Linked DNA regions of Mus musculus: region 2 is linked to region 1. Evidence: chromatin contacts called from public Hi-C data. All regions are on one chromosome and are shown on one strand. Each heading gives the region's core, a stretch centred on a gene start, on an enhancer-like site or on the middle of the called end of the contact. The rest is flanking DNA. Distances are from core to core; before and after follow the strand shown.

What was found. Hi-C and Micro-C count contacts between places; a contact is called where the count stands out from the background.
Region 2: a contact with region 1 is called in a Hi-C map of adipose-derived mesenchymal stem cells, with 3 times the contacts expected there. The contact joins two enhancer-like sites. A contact is called at or near these places in 2 of 39 promoter capture datasets (the 3T3-L1 cell line and 3T3-L1-derived adipocytes), 15 of 484 Hi-C or Micro-C datasets (the 3T3-L1 cell line, the C2C12 cell line, the MC38 cell line and 8 more), 1 of 115 datasets of contacts at active chromatin or transcription factors (pancreatic cancer cells) and 1 of 9 other capture datasets (embryonic stem cells).

Annotation. Positions count from the first base shown.
Region 1 is chr3:41,197,678-41,204,389 of GRCm38.p6, forward strand. No RefSeq gene overlaps it. Among named protein-coding and RNA genes, the nearest start is that of Gm40038, 28 kb to the left of the region's middle. Within about 2 kb of position 2,929, at least 24 of the 459 cell types and tissues checked have an H3K27ac peak or open chromatin away from gene starts, as enhancers often do. A contact at or near this core is called in adipose-derived mesenchymal stem cells, brown adipocytes and embryonic fibroblasts, where this site is marked.
Region 2 is chr3:41,281,832-41,288,543 of GRCm38.p6, forward strand. No RefSeq gene overlaps it. Among named protein-coding and RNA genes, the nearest start is that of 1700052H01Rik, 71 kb to the right of the region's middle. Within about 2 kb of position 3,325, at least 131 of the 459 cell types and tissues checked have an H3K27ac peak or open chromatin away from gene starts, as enhancers often do. A contact at or near this core is called in adipose-derived mesenchymal stem cells, brown adipocytes and embryonic fibroblasts, where this site is marked.

The DNA.
Region 1 (6,712 bases), core at 1,679-4,178:
TGCTCCCTGCCTGAGAGTTACTGGTGTCTCCAAGGGATATCTTGTGCAGCACAGTTACCATGCAGGTTCTGGCATTTGTTTGAAAACATTTCTGGGACTCCCCTTTGTTCCTAATCCCCTCTGACCTCTCTTACAGCCTTGTCCTTTCCCAGAGATGCTGTAGCTGGTCCTTGTTGGTTCATTGAACATCATCAAACAGCCAGGCTGCTCCAATGCAACCTTTGGCTTGGCACACTCTGTATTATTTTTACCTTATAGAATTCTCAATATTAGAAAAAGAACAGGTGAAAAAAATACACTGAGGAAAAATTAGAAAATGCAATCCCATAAGATGAAAGAAAAGGAAAGGGAAAAATATCTTGCAATCTCATAACCCAGACAGAGCATTTGGGTTATATTTTTGTTTTTGTTTTGCTTTCAACAAAAGGAAGGGCTGGAAAAAATTGTCAGGAGACATGTGATATTTTACTAAAATTTCCAAAACCATGCTTTTAAGAGAGATCTTCAGATTGCTAGACAAATAGGTCTGGATAATTTTCAATGATACACATAATTTTGGCAATATCAAAAGAAATGTCATACGATGAAGGTCGCATCTACCAGAGACTCCCTCCTGTGTGTATGTGTGCGCGCGCGTGTGCGGGTGCGTGAGTGCAGGCGTGTACACAGCATATGCAAATGAACTGTCTGTGGCTCCTGAAGAAGAAATTCTGTTGCTAATGTGCTGATTCACTGCCAAGCACTGCTGCAGGCAGGGAGCAGATTCCCCTTATTCAAGCCAAGCATTTGGCCCTGGTGGCTTATTGGCTACCGTGACAGACTTCTCTCACACCTCACCACCTCCTTGGCACATGGACATATGAAGCGTTTTGTTCATTTCACCTCCTAATCTCCTCTCGTTTTTTTTTCTTTTTTTCAATTATCCTTTAATGTCTCTCAAATTTATATCTGCTCCACCCCACACTCCCCATTACAAAGTCAGACATACAGAAGCCTCCTTCTTCAGGCCACTGTGGGAAGGGGCGTTGTGTCTCCTTCTGAGAGCTTGTCTGAGTATGTGTGTGTCTGCTCAGGCTCTGATGGTACCACACGCCTGGCTTTGTTTGCAAGCTCCAAGAATAGCTTATCATTTCCTTTCCATGGCCAATATCCATGCCACCAGGGCGTCCAGTTGAACTCAATTTTTGGAGGCCACTGGAAGCTTGGTGGGGGGAAGGGGGGAGGACAGACCTGTGTGGGAAGGTGATGGGAAACAATCAGGCTGCTTTAATGCAGAATTCCTGAGCATTCAACTAAAAGAGAATTTAGCCCAGACGAACATGACCAGGAACACATTTGATGGGAAGACACACAGTAGAACCATGGATGCTGGGTGTCAGGCATTGTATGGTGCCTTAAAGGCTGACATGGCTGGAAGGAGCTGGGGTAAAGGCTGTGTATGAGAATCTTGTGTTCTAGCTCTTTGATGTTGCCTCTCTTCCACCTTGAGTTTGGTATTTTTTTTCTTTTTTGCTTTTTTTCTTTTTCTTTCTGGTATGCTACTGGAAAACTTTGGAGAGGCTCCTGCGTCAAATGAAGGACAGTATAATTGCATCTAAGTTGCAGGCATTCATCACGGAGCCTTTCATTTAAGCACTTCAATACTCCCGAGGGAGGGGCAATCACTTCTGTTTGACAGATATAAAGGCAGGAGAGGAGACTACACCTGTCTGAGGTTGCAGGTCAGGCTGCAGGTCAGCATGGCACCAGAGACCATGTGCTCTGCCTCTGTGACAGGAGCCCCAGGCTTCTGCATTCTAGTCAGCGTGGCTCAGAGACGCTACATTAGCACACTGGGTTTCAGACTTACCATTTAACGAAGGATGGTCCTGCAGAGGTGGGAGTATCCTCCTGCCCTCTCATACAACTCTTGGATATATCTGGAAAGAGAATTGAAATCTGGACCTCAACTTGCATCCAGATCTTATTTGGGTCTCAGTTTTACCACTGTCTTTACAGGAGCATTGCAGGGGCTCTGTTATGAGAAAAGGTACTTCCTTTTGGGGCTACTGCTATCACTGGACCAGATCTACTTAGCAATAAAGATGGGTTCATTGCAGCCTTTCCTTTATATGAAGGAAATTGGGGAGTCTGGGGGAAATGGAGAAATCTTCATCTAGAAAGTATACTATTCCATATTTGTCAGAGAAAAATTTTAACCCCTAGAAAGAGAGTATGTTTGGAAGCCTAAGCATCAAACTGGCCAAGGGAAATGACCTTTCCAACTGATTTGCCAAGTGTACTGAACAACTAACTCATTTGGATCTCGATGTGATACATGAAAGACTCACTGCCTTTTCATTAGTTTATCCATCCTTGAGAGGAGAGTTTCCCAGCATCTCATCTGTCTGTCTTCTGCACTTCTGCTGAGCCTCCCTCTGATAAAGCAGTGGCTTTCTGACTCATCTTGTGTTGAAGAGGATTCCAGAATTTGGGTAGGGCTGTGTTGCAGACATATTGTAGATAAGGAGGTATGATATCTATCCCCATCCCTAGCAACACGGGTCTTCAACATCCTGACAGTGGGATCAACTAAGGCTGAGCCTTTTGGGACAGTGGTGATAGCAAATATGAAGAACTGACCACAATAGCAGCGACGTCGTACAGCTCATCAGCAATAAAGTAAGTTACTCTCAAAGAATGATGCATACGTACCTTTGGGAAGTGAGTCCTGTACTGATGTTACCAAAATCTGAGGGCCAGCTTTCCAATTCTTTACCTCACATAGTGAAATCCCTCCCTCTTAGCCTGTGAATAGGTAAAACTATTCACACCATGCTCTAGACTCAGAAGAAACTTGTAAGCCTAAATTTTCTTCTCTATTTTTATGAGGCATTCCATAAATATCTTACTGATTTCTTACGCTGGCCTGGGGAATGTGCCCAGACAAAGAGCTAATTTCTGCCTGGACTTTGGAGATACTGAATTCAGATCTGGTGTGGGGGTGGAGGGCAGAGATATTGCCAAAGGGAAATATTAGAATAAGAATTTGAAGACAACTGTACAACTCATTGAAGAGTCTATATTTTATGTTGTGAACAGCAAGACACTCACATAAGACATGTGTGCATGTGTGTGTGTGTGTGTGTAGTGTACACACACAATTCAAACTTCTTATTTAGTGATGTCAACACACATATCTCTTGCCTCAAAGAGAATAGGAGACAATTTATTTTGTATTTACATAAAAGTGTCCATGCCTGGGAGCATAGACTCTGGTTACCCAAATACCATGTTCCAACATGGTAACAATTTCATGAAGCCTTTACAGCAACAGAACAAAGAAAACGACAAATCAAGTATAAACATCTTGGTAGGAAATCAAACAGGTGGTCTCAGTGAGGTGAAGACATCTCTGTTCCAAGCCTTGGACGTTATCTGCTGATGCCCTTGGCCTTAGGGTTGACAGAAGGCGAAGGTAGGCTCGAACACGTCACAAGGATTTACCTCGTCGTCACACTGACAGATGTTAGCTCAAGTACATATGTGAGCAATGGCTTAAGAGTGCTAAAGATACCTCAAGGTAATTTGGTTCTAAACCTGCAACATCCCAGCATTCCATAATCATAAAATGTATAATCAGCTAATCAGCTTTGTAGGATCTTTAACACAGATAAACACTTTTTTTTTTCTGTTTTGGTCTGGGGTAGGGGAGGAACTTCATTTTATAGGAAGTTTCAGTTTATAGCTCAACCCAAATGTTTAATCAGGATCAGTTTTGGGCTGGGCTCTGTGCTGGCTAGTTTCTTGTCAACCTCACACAGACTAGAAGAAGCCTCAATTAAGGAACTGCATCAATCAGACTGACCTATGGCTCCACATGTACGCTCAACTGTTAGGTAACTAAATCACAAGGCTATGAATATATCAACTGCAGTCTGGAAGAAAGTCTGAGTTTTTTTGAGGGCCATTTTCTCAATAGCTAAATTGATGTAGGAGGGCTCTGCCCACTGTGGGTGGTGTCATCCTTAGGCAGGTGAGCCTGGCTGTATAAGAAAGTAGCTGAGCAAGCCAAAGGAGAGACAGCCAGTAAACATGTTTCTCTGTAGAAAGCCAGCAAATAGCATTTCCTCTGGAGTCTCTTTTTGAATTCCTACTCTGGGTTTCTGCATTGAGTTTTTTCCTGCCTTCCCTCAGTGGAGGGCTGGAAGCTGTGAGGCAAATAAAACCTTTCCTCACCACATGGGGTTTGGACGTGGTGTTTTAGTACTGCATCAGGAAGCAAGCTTGGGCAGGCTCTCTAGAGGGCGCTAGAGTAGAAAGACAGTCAGTCGTGGCTCCCTTGGGGGAGGCAGCAGGAGACTGAAGGATACTTGAGGCAAATGACAGTGTAGGAAGAGTTAAGAGTTCAGGCTCATTCTTCAGGGGTGCAGAACTCTCACTGAAGACCAAGCTGGCCTTGAACTCAGATCTGCCTGTGCTGGGATTAAAGGCCTGTGCCGCCACCACCCACCTGGAGCAGAAATTTTTAGGCAAGAGAAAAGCAACTTTAAAAAAACTCAGTAGAAGCTAGCCATGGTGGTTCTTAAGAGACTTTGTCTCAAAGAATCCCTCTGCGTGTGTATGGAATAGGAGCTAGGCAACATTTCTCAACCTCTGGGTCGCAACACCTTTAAGGGTGGGGGGGTGGTCTAAGACCATGGGAAAACACAGATATTTACATTATAATTTTTAACAATAGCAAAAATTACAGTTGTGAAGTAGCAACAAAAATAATTGTGTGGTTGGGGTCAGCACATCATGAGGAACTGTATTAAAGGGTCGCAGCATCGGGAAGGTTGAGAATCACTGGGCAGAGGGGCAGAACGCGGGGAAAGGCAACAGTAAATTTCCTTCAGTGTTGGCTGTCTTCGTCTGATACGTGACAATGCAGCAAAGGAGTCCTACATAATGAATTCCTTTCTAGGATTTAGTAGTCAGCACCCACTTGCCTAAATAAATAAAAACAGCATCAAAAACACAAGGCAGACACTGTTTAACAAACCAGGATTTTCCAAATGTTTCCAAATGTTCTGGCGATATTTCGATCAGCTGGAGATGGCCCAGCTAAGACTTCTTAGGAATTAAAAAAAAAAAAAGTAATTAAAACTATCCAGGCCCTAGTGACCCTTTCCCAATAATTCACTTATGGTTTATACTTGGAGATGTATATAATATCACATTACTTAAGTGTGGGAGGGGTTAGGCAAGAGTGTCAGGTTCCGCTGTGGGCATCCGTCGTCCGGATGGCTCTGACTTTCTCCCAGGCAGCAGTTGATATTTTATAGCCTTGTAATTCAGTTGACTGTCACTCAGTTCACACGTGGAGCACCAGTGACATAGATATACACAGACACCAAATGTGCTAATTACAAAGGCAGCGCAGGTGGGAGGCCCTGGTTACAACCCCTGTATAACAACAGTGGCAGATTGCGAAGAGAGGGCCGTTCATCATCCGATAACATCAAGGCTCGCAGGGTAGAATGTTCTGGGCTGAGTTTACAGAGCTCCGCAGCTTTGCCCCCTTCGAGACTCTCCAGCGATGGGGCACTGGTTGTTTGGTGGAATGGTGGCAGGAAGAAAAGATAGCCATGGGTGGGTAGGGTGAAGGGGGTTTCAGAGACGGAAGAGCTATTTGCCCCGGTCGAGCTGAGTCACTGTGATAATTTGGTTTTACTTTAGAAGTGACACTCTGACGTAGCAGTCAGAAATTACTTTTCATTAATTTTTAAATTATATTTTTACATTTAAATTTTTTTCATCTATATATGTATGTGAGTGTAGTTACATGAATCAGGGTGGGCATATGGAGGTCAGAAGATAACTTGAAATCTATTCTTTTGAGATTCAACTCAGGCTTGGCAGCACGTGCCCTCATTTGTTGAGCCATCTTTCCAGCCCTCACTAATTAAAACACATTTTAACTTCATTATTTTTATGTGCATGGGTGTTTTGCCTGCATCTGTGTCTGTGCGCTGTGTCTGTGCCTGGTGGAACTGGAGCTACGGATTGTACAGGTTATGAGTTGCCCTGTGGGTGCTGGGAACTGAACCCAGCAAGTGCTCTTAACTGTTGAGCTGTCTCTCCAGCCATCTCTTTAATTTTTTTGAGCCTCTACGTTTTTACCTCCAAATGTATTTCTTTTCCTTTTAATATGTTTGTGTATATGGTGTGGGGGTATGTGTATGTGTGTGAATCCACACGTGTGGAGGCCCAAGTTTAAAAGGTTAAAACCTTTCTGAATTACTCTTCTACTTTACTCTCTGTGGCAGAATTTCTCAGTTAAGTCCAGAGCTTGTCCATCTAGCCGGTGGACTCCAAAGATCTCCTGTTGACATGTGAGGTGGGACTGGAGGTTGATCGCCTCCTGTGATTTCTGTGGGTTCTGAGGAAACAAACTACAATCCTCACACTTCGGCAGTGAAGGCACTTTCACCCCTAAGCCATCTCCCTCGCTCATCTTTTTCTTTCCTTAATTCTAAGAATCTATCTACCTCTCAAAACACATTCAAAAATGTCTTCCTGCATGCAAACTCAAGCCTTCGGTTTTCTTTCATGCAAACATTAGCATATTAAATCAAAATGGAAAAATGTTATATTTAAGGGTGAGAAAAAAAAAAAAAAGCAAGGTAAAAGTGAATGCACCGGTCTGTGCTGAAGGACGGTGTATTTAAGGTGAGTCCATCGGCCACAA
Region 2 (6,712 bases), core at 2,075-4,574, 85 kb after region 1:
TGCCATTTTACTAAATCAGAAAATCTTGAATAATATTTTGACTATATGGGGTAAAAAAAAACAACAACTAGTTTTTAGAGAAAGGCACTTTTATGTTGTTCTGGGACTAAGGAGATATGAAAATAAGGAAATTCTCTCTTGATCCCTAAACAGCACTCAAAAGCCAAGCCTTCTGTGATGTCCAAGGTTTGGAGTGTGGTGGCTAACAAGTCCATCTTCTGTATCTTAGGGGCCATGCACCAGCCATCAGAGAACAGCCAAAGCACAGTTTTCCAAGACGTTTTTGTGAAAGAGCTGGTCATAGCAGCATTAGATCTGAGTTCTAGTCACACCTGTGCTTCTTGTTCAAAATAAGCAGGGGAGCCAGAACCTAATCAATTTACTCATCTCTAATCTGAATTTATAATTAGATTTTATTACTGCAACAACAAAGACAAGCACTTACTAAGTAAGCCGTTCCTGATGAGTTAGCTACAACATGTGAGCAGTTGGAGACTGGGTTGGAGTTATCTATCACATAACTTGATTTCCGATGGATTGCTGAAGTACAAAAGACAGTGGTCCATGGAATCTCGCTGGAGGGTTGTGGGCAGAGAGCTCTAAGTGAGAGAGTCAGAGGTATCAGAGAGTTCCTGCCTGCATAGCCCCCATGCCTTGGGTAGAATGAATACAAGCATGCAGACTGCATCTTGCATTCTGCACACAGTACTGGGAGGCTTCAAGGCTCTCTGCAGAATGTTTGGGATTTCTGGCAAGCAGCCCTGCAGGATCCGTGGGGTCTTGCCCTTCTCCAACCATTCGATAAATAGCACTCAGTAGAGACTCTGGCTGCGGATACTTGTTTTCAAAACAACAGCTCCCAGCCAACCTCCTTAAGCAGCTCCATATGTTTCTATGGAGAGTTTATGGATCGTGGCCTTCGGAATTCTTTTGTTTATCACTGGGAATCCAAGTACCGAGAGCTGCTAACTAACCATGAGGCTCACTGGTTATACAAGCTGTTGGACCTCTTAAGGACTTTGACATAAGGACCACTTTCTGCCGAGTAAGAATTAGCAGTTTAAAAGGAGTGCACTTAACAGAGCCATGTAAGTATCAGTTTCTGTATGTCATTATAAGCCAGCCTTTTAATTTAAAAAAAAAAAAAACTGGACTGTATTGCTTTGTGTGCACACTTAAACGAGGTCCTTAAAGGGAGGTCTGAGCAGTCTTCAAAGGCTTACCATCAAAGGGTTGTTTACTGCTGTTGTTTGTAAATGAATATCCAAGGCCTCAACAGGATGTGTCCTTCTTGTTCTGGGCACAAAGACACTGCTCCTCATGATGCTCAGGACCCAGGATTCCCCCAGGCATCCATTCCTCCTCCATCTCCCTCGCCCCACCTCACTAATCCAATGCCAACCACGCGGAGAAGATAGAGGTTTCAGTGGAGTGCCTCGCTGGCCTTAGTAATACCTACTATTTATTGAGCCCTTCAGACCAAGCTCTGCGTTCTCCTTTTAGTTCGTTTGTTTTAATCCCTCTTTCCTGACAGCTCAGCAAGGTGGAGAGCATAACTATGCCCCATTTTACAGATAATGAAATCTAAGCTTAGACAGCCTGAGTGATTGGCCTATGTCTGTCAGTCACTCAATAGCTACATTCCGCTGTTATTCCTTAGCCACCGGCAGCTGAGATGGGACATAGCTTCAGGTTGCCTGACTCAAACCTCTCATCCACCATCACACACCCTTGTTCTCTAATAGGAGAACACTCCTAACATGATGACCATGCCTCCTTTCTCACTCAAAAGTTCCCTGGTTACCGTGTATGCAGGTGCACATATGCACATGTAGAAGAGAGAGGCCAACCACAGTTGTTACTCCTCAGGGGCTGCCCCAATTCCATTTTTGTTTTCTTTTTTTTTTTTTAGGCAGGGTTTCTCATTGGCCCAGAACTTTCTGAATAGGCTCGTCTTGCTGGCCATATTGCCAGCCCTAGAGATTCCTGTCTTCCGCTCCGTAGAGTGGGATTCTAAACACATGCCACCACCACACCTGGCCTGCGCTTCCTGTCCCTTCTCCCCCCCCCACCTTTGGTGGGCAATGGAACTCAAGTCACCATGCTTCTTCTCCCTTCTCCTCCCCTTCTTCAGTGGGAGATGGAGCTCAGGCCACCAGGCTTAACGCATCCTTAGTTTCACGTCCGTGGCTGAGACAAAACACCCTGACCAAAAGCAGTTTAGGAGAGAGGGGCTCATTGTAACTTAAGAGTCCAGGTTACATCCATCATAGCAGGGACATAAAGGCTGCAGGACCTTAAACCAACTGGTCACATCCTACCCACAGTCAAGAGCAGAGAGAAATTAATGTGTGTGTGTACTTAATACTCACCTAGCTCTCTCTACTTTTCTATAATCCCGGACCTCAAACCAAGGAATGGTGCTGCCCACTTTCAGATTGAGTCTTCACACATCAATTACAGCAATCAAGATTATCTCCCACACACAGGCATACAGGCCAACCTGTTCTAGATGGTTCCTAGTTGAGTCTTTTTCCAGGTAGGTTGTATCTGGCTGACAGTCACCATGCAAGGCAAGCCTTGTACTCATTGAGCTTCTGTCCCTGCACCCATGGCTTGGCTCCTTTTTTTTTTTTTTTTTTTAGATTTGTATTTGTATTGTTTTATGTGCATGAAAATTTGATTGCATGTATGAATATGTACCACATGCGTGCCTGGGACCATTCTTGGCCAGAAAAGAGGGTCAGATCCCTGAAACTGGACTTAAAGATGGTTGTAAGATGCCTTGTGGGTGCTGGGATCTGTCCCCAGGTGCTCTGCTAAAGCAGCAAGGACTCATAGCCTGTGAAGCATCTCTAGCCCACCATCATCCCATGGTTCTTTTAATATTTCACACATGTGGCTTTTCCTGGTTCGTTTACATAAAATGACACAAGAAAGGCCAGTCCTCTCTTTCAGGAACAATTCATCATGCATTTGAAAATCCTCTGTAGAAGATTCACAGCAACTTTTCCAGAGACTGAACTCAATGTGGCTGATTCAAAAGGGCAATGTCCTCCAAAAGCAGGCTGGGTAGCTCGCAGCTCCATCTAGGTGCACGTCTCTCGGAGCTAGCAAGTGAGTCAGCAGAAGCCCACAGACAATGATGTGTTTGCTCTTCGAACGATGAGTCAGCCATGATAAATGGCCGGCTTTCGTCTGGTCCCTGACGTCTTCACAGAATATTAATTGCCCTGTTGCTTCCCGTTCCACACAGCTGGGTGGGATTGCTACCAGCCACAGTGCTGAACGCTTACATATTTCAGCCCAGCCCAGAAAGGTTTCCTGTGGTGGGTGAAATGACAACATGCACAAAGGTCAAATTCCAGATGTGAGAGTCTGAACTTCTCCCAGCTCGGGGAAAACATCGCCTCGACATGATCTCAGAGGATTTTCAGTACAGATTTAAGGCCAGCATCTCTGGAAAGATGCGAGCTTGTCAGTCTAAGAGGATGCCAGCGTGCTCTGTGTGCATTTATCCAAGGCTTTGAGACCACCTATTGCACTCCAGAGCCAAGGGAGCAGGGGAAGAGGGGGTTGTTCAGGAGTTCCTGCGTGAGGGGCCTGGCTCTACATCTTGCTTCTTGGCCTTGGCCTTCGAAGTCATTTTGAGATGAGGAGTTCATTCTGGATTAATACCTTGGCTGGACACAGTGCCAAAAAAAATGGTGGGAAGAGAGCACAGCTGTGCGGTGGGGGAATTTCCTGTTTGTGTGGTAATTCATCTGTTTATGCTGTCTTCCTTATCCATTTCAATTATGCATGTGTGCTCTGCATGCATATGTATGCGTGTTTGTATGCCTGTGTCCGTGTGCATGTTCAAGTGCATGTGGGGGTTGAGGTCAGTTGTCATTCCCATATACTCTTCCATTTTATACTTTGCATAGGGGTCTGTCAATCAAACAGAGAACTCAGCATTAGGGCTAGGCTCCCTAGCCGGCTTGCTCAGGGGACCCCATTTCTGCCTTCCCGAGCTGGAATTAAAGGTTGGCTGCTACTTCCACCTGACATTTATGTGGGTTCTGGGGAGCTGAACTCCACACATCATATTTGTGTGGTAAGTGTTTTAACCACTGAGCTATCACCTCCCCAGGCCCCCATTTATTCTTTCTATAAAAGTTCTTATCACATTTGCAAAATTGACTCTCAGCATATTCACAGGTGATAAGAAAACGTAGCTTATTTTTTTCTTTATTAACTGATACCATGATCCTGCTGCGTTTCTACCAGTAGACTCCAGGGTGGGAATTAAATTTTAGCCTCGCTGTGTAAACATAACCAAATTAATCTAGGTAAATACTGTCTGGGTTTTATCTTTCAGAAGCCCTTTTTCTATCTCTGCTCCAATGCAAACTGGCCTCTGAGTACGCATTTGGGGGTGGATGAAACTCATCAAAAATAGGTGTTACAGAGTCGCTGTAGCAGAGCAGCTCATGTTGTCTGCTCTCCACATGGGAACTACCAAAGGATACAATACTATTGGCGTACCAGTGTCTGCCATTCCAGCCTGTGGCCCAGCCACTGACCCAGCTCAAGGCCCATGCCTGGAGTGGAGAAGTAGAGCAGGCTAGCTTCGGCCTGACCTCATTCCGGATGCTCCCCCAATACTTTCTCCAGGGGAATTGAGCTCTCAAATGAGAAGTGTCAGCGAATTTCCCTACAGGAATGCTGTGTCACTAATTGTCACCGATTGTCAGTGGCTAAAACAAGTAACCATTCAGTCACTCACGAAGTCATCTCAGGTCCTCTCCAGACTCTTTCTCTGAAGCACAAAAGACTCCCCAGACATTATATAAATAAATAAACATGTCTATGTTTCAGTAAAACAATATATATGGATAGCAGAATTTGAACATTGCTTGGGTTCATGTATTATGAAATACTATATTTTTATGTTTTTTTTTAATTAATACATTTATTTGGTTTGTGGTTGTTTGTGTACATGGTGACTGTATGGAAGTCAGAGTCCACCTTATGGACTCTGGGGATTAAACCCAAGTTGACAGGTTTAACAGCACATACCCTGCTCACTTGTTGGGCTATCCTGTTAGCCCTTTTCTAAGTTTGCGTTGTTTCTTTATTGTTTTGGGGTCGAGGTCTTGCTATGTAGCTTATGCTGGCTTTGAATTCTCAGCAATTCTCTTGACAACATCTCTTAAGTGCTCAGATTACAGGTTTGTGTCACCATGTCCAGCCTAGCTTGAACCCTTGTTCTGAGTCTACGCAGGGATGGGTGTAGCTGCTTTGGGCTGTGAGTTAGCCAGGCAGCTCTGTTCATTCTGACAGGGTACACACTCAGGACTGTGGACTGGTTCACCGTTAGCTGACCTAGCATAGGCTTGGCTGGAATGTCTGTGATCAGTGACCTCTGCTTCCAACTCCATCATCAGGCTAGCCCGCAAATGTTCTTGTCATGGCAGAGGCACACATGTGCAAGCAGCATTGTGCAAGCAGCATTAGAAGCTCCTGTTCAATTCTATCTGTTAATAACCCACAGCCAAAGCAAGGTGACAAGCTGGAGACAGAATTGGGTGGAGCAGAAGACATGCCAAGGTACTTGGCGAAAAGCGATGTGCTGGGGCCATTAGCACAATCAAAGAACCTAAACCAGGAAGAATTTTAAGTCCTATTTGGGATCCATAGGTGTGTGAAGCAACTGTGATGTGAGGGGAGAGCATGTACAGAGGCTTGGCGGCATGGTGAAGCTTGCTGCTTCTGGCTGTTGAAGTGTACTGATGAAAGGGGAGTAGCAAAAAGCAGGCTGATATCAGAGAAAACTGGCAATTCCTGGTAACGTATCAGATGCAACGAGTAAGCCCATGTTCAAAGATGCAGCCTCTGGGAGAGCAAGGCTTTCCCAGATGTTTAAGGTTCTGGTTTCGACTTCAGCACCTGCCGTGCTGTGGTTGGATATACAGAGCAATAGACCTCTTGCCTCCTCTTTGATTTCCATGCAGAGGGGCAAGACAGACAAGACAGGGAACACAGTGCCTGAGGAGTTTGGGTCTGGCTTCGTAGTTTTAGAGTGGAAGAAACAGGACCCTTTGTTCTTGCATCAACATTGAACTATTTGGGGTTATCAAGAAGCTAAGAATTTTTTAAAAATGATTTCTTTCTATTATTTTAAAGTGGTGTGTGTGTGTGTGTGTGTGTGTGTGTGTGTGTGTGTGTGTAAATAAATGCAGCTCCTGCAGAGGCCTGAGGTGTCAGATCCCCTTGGCGCTGGAGTTACAGGCAGCTGTGGCTACCTGACGTGGGTTCCGGGAACTGAACTCTGCTCCTCAGCAGAAGCAGCAGACATTCTTCACTGCTGAAATGGAGAAAGTGGATGCCGATATATTGTGGATTATGACTGGAGTCCTTGGTGTCATGGGGAATCTTGCCTTGTCTTGTGAAGGTTGGCTGTCCTCCAAGAGTCCAGTGCTTAGGTTGAGTCATGTAAGAATGGAAGCTTTATGATGGTATGGGCTTTGTTTTGTTCATTGGGATGTGCCTAGTATCTAGACAGGGCTTAGTGGATGCTTGATAAATGTTCCCCCAAATCATTGAAAGTTAGAAGCTTGATAATGTAGGCTTTGCTTTGGTGTTGTGGGCTTATTTAAACTTGTATTGAATATTGACTTCCACTGGCTTTAGCTACCTTCTTACAGTACAGAAGAACTAGGCTCATACG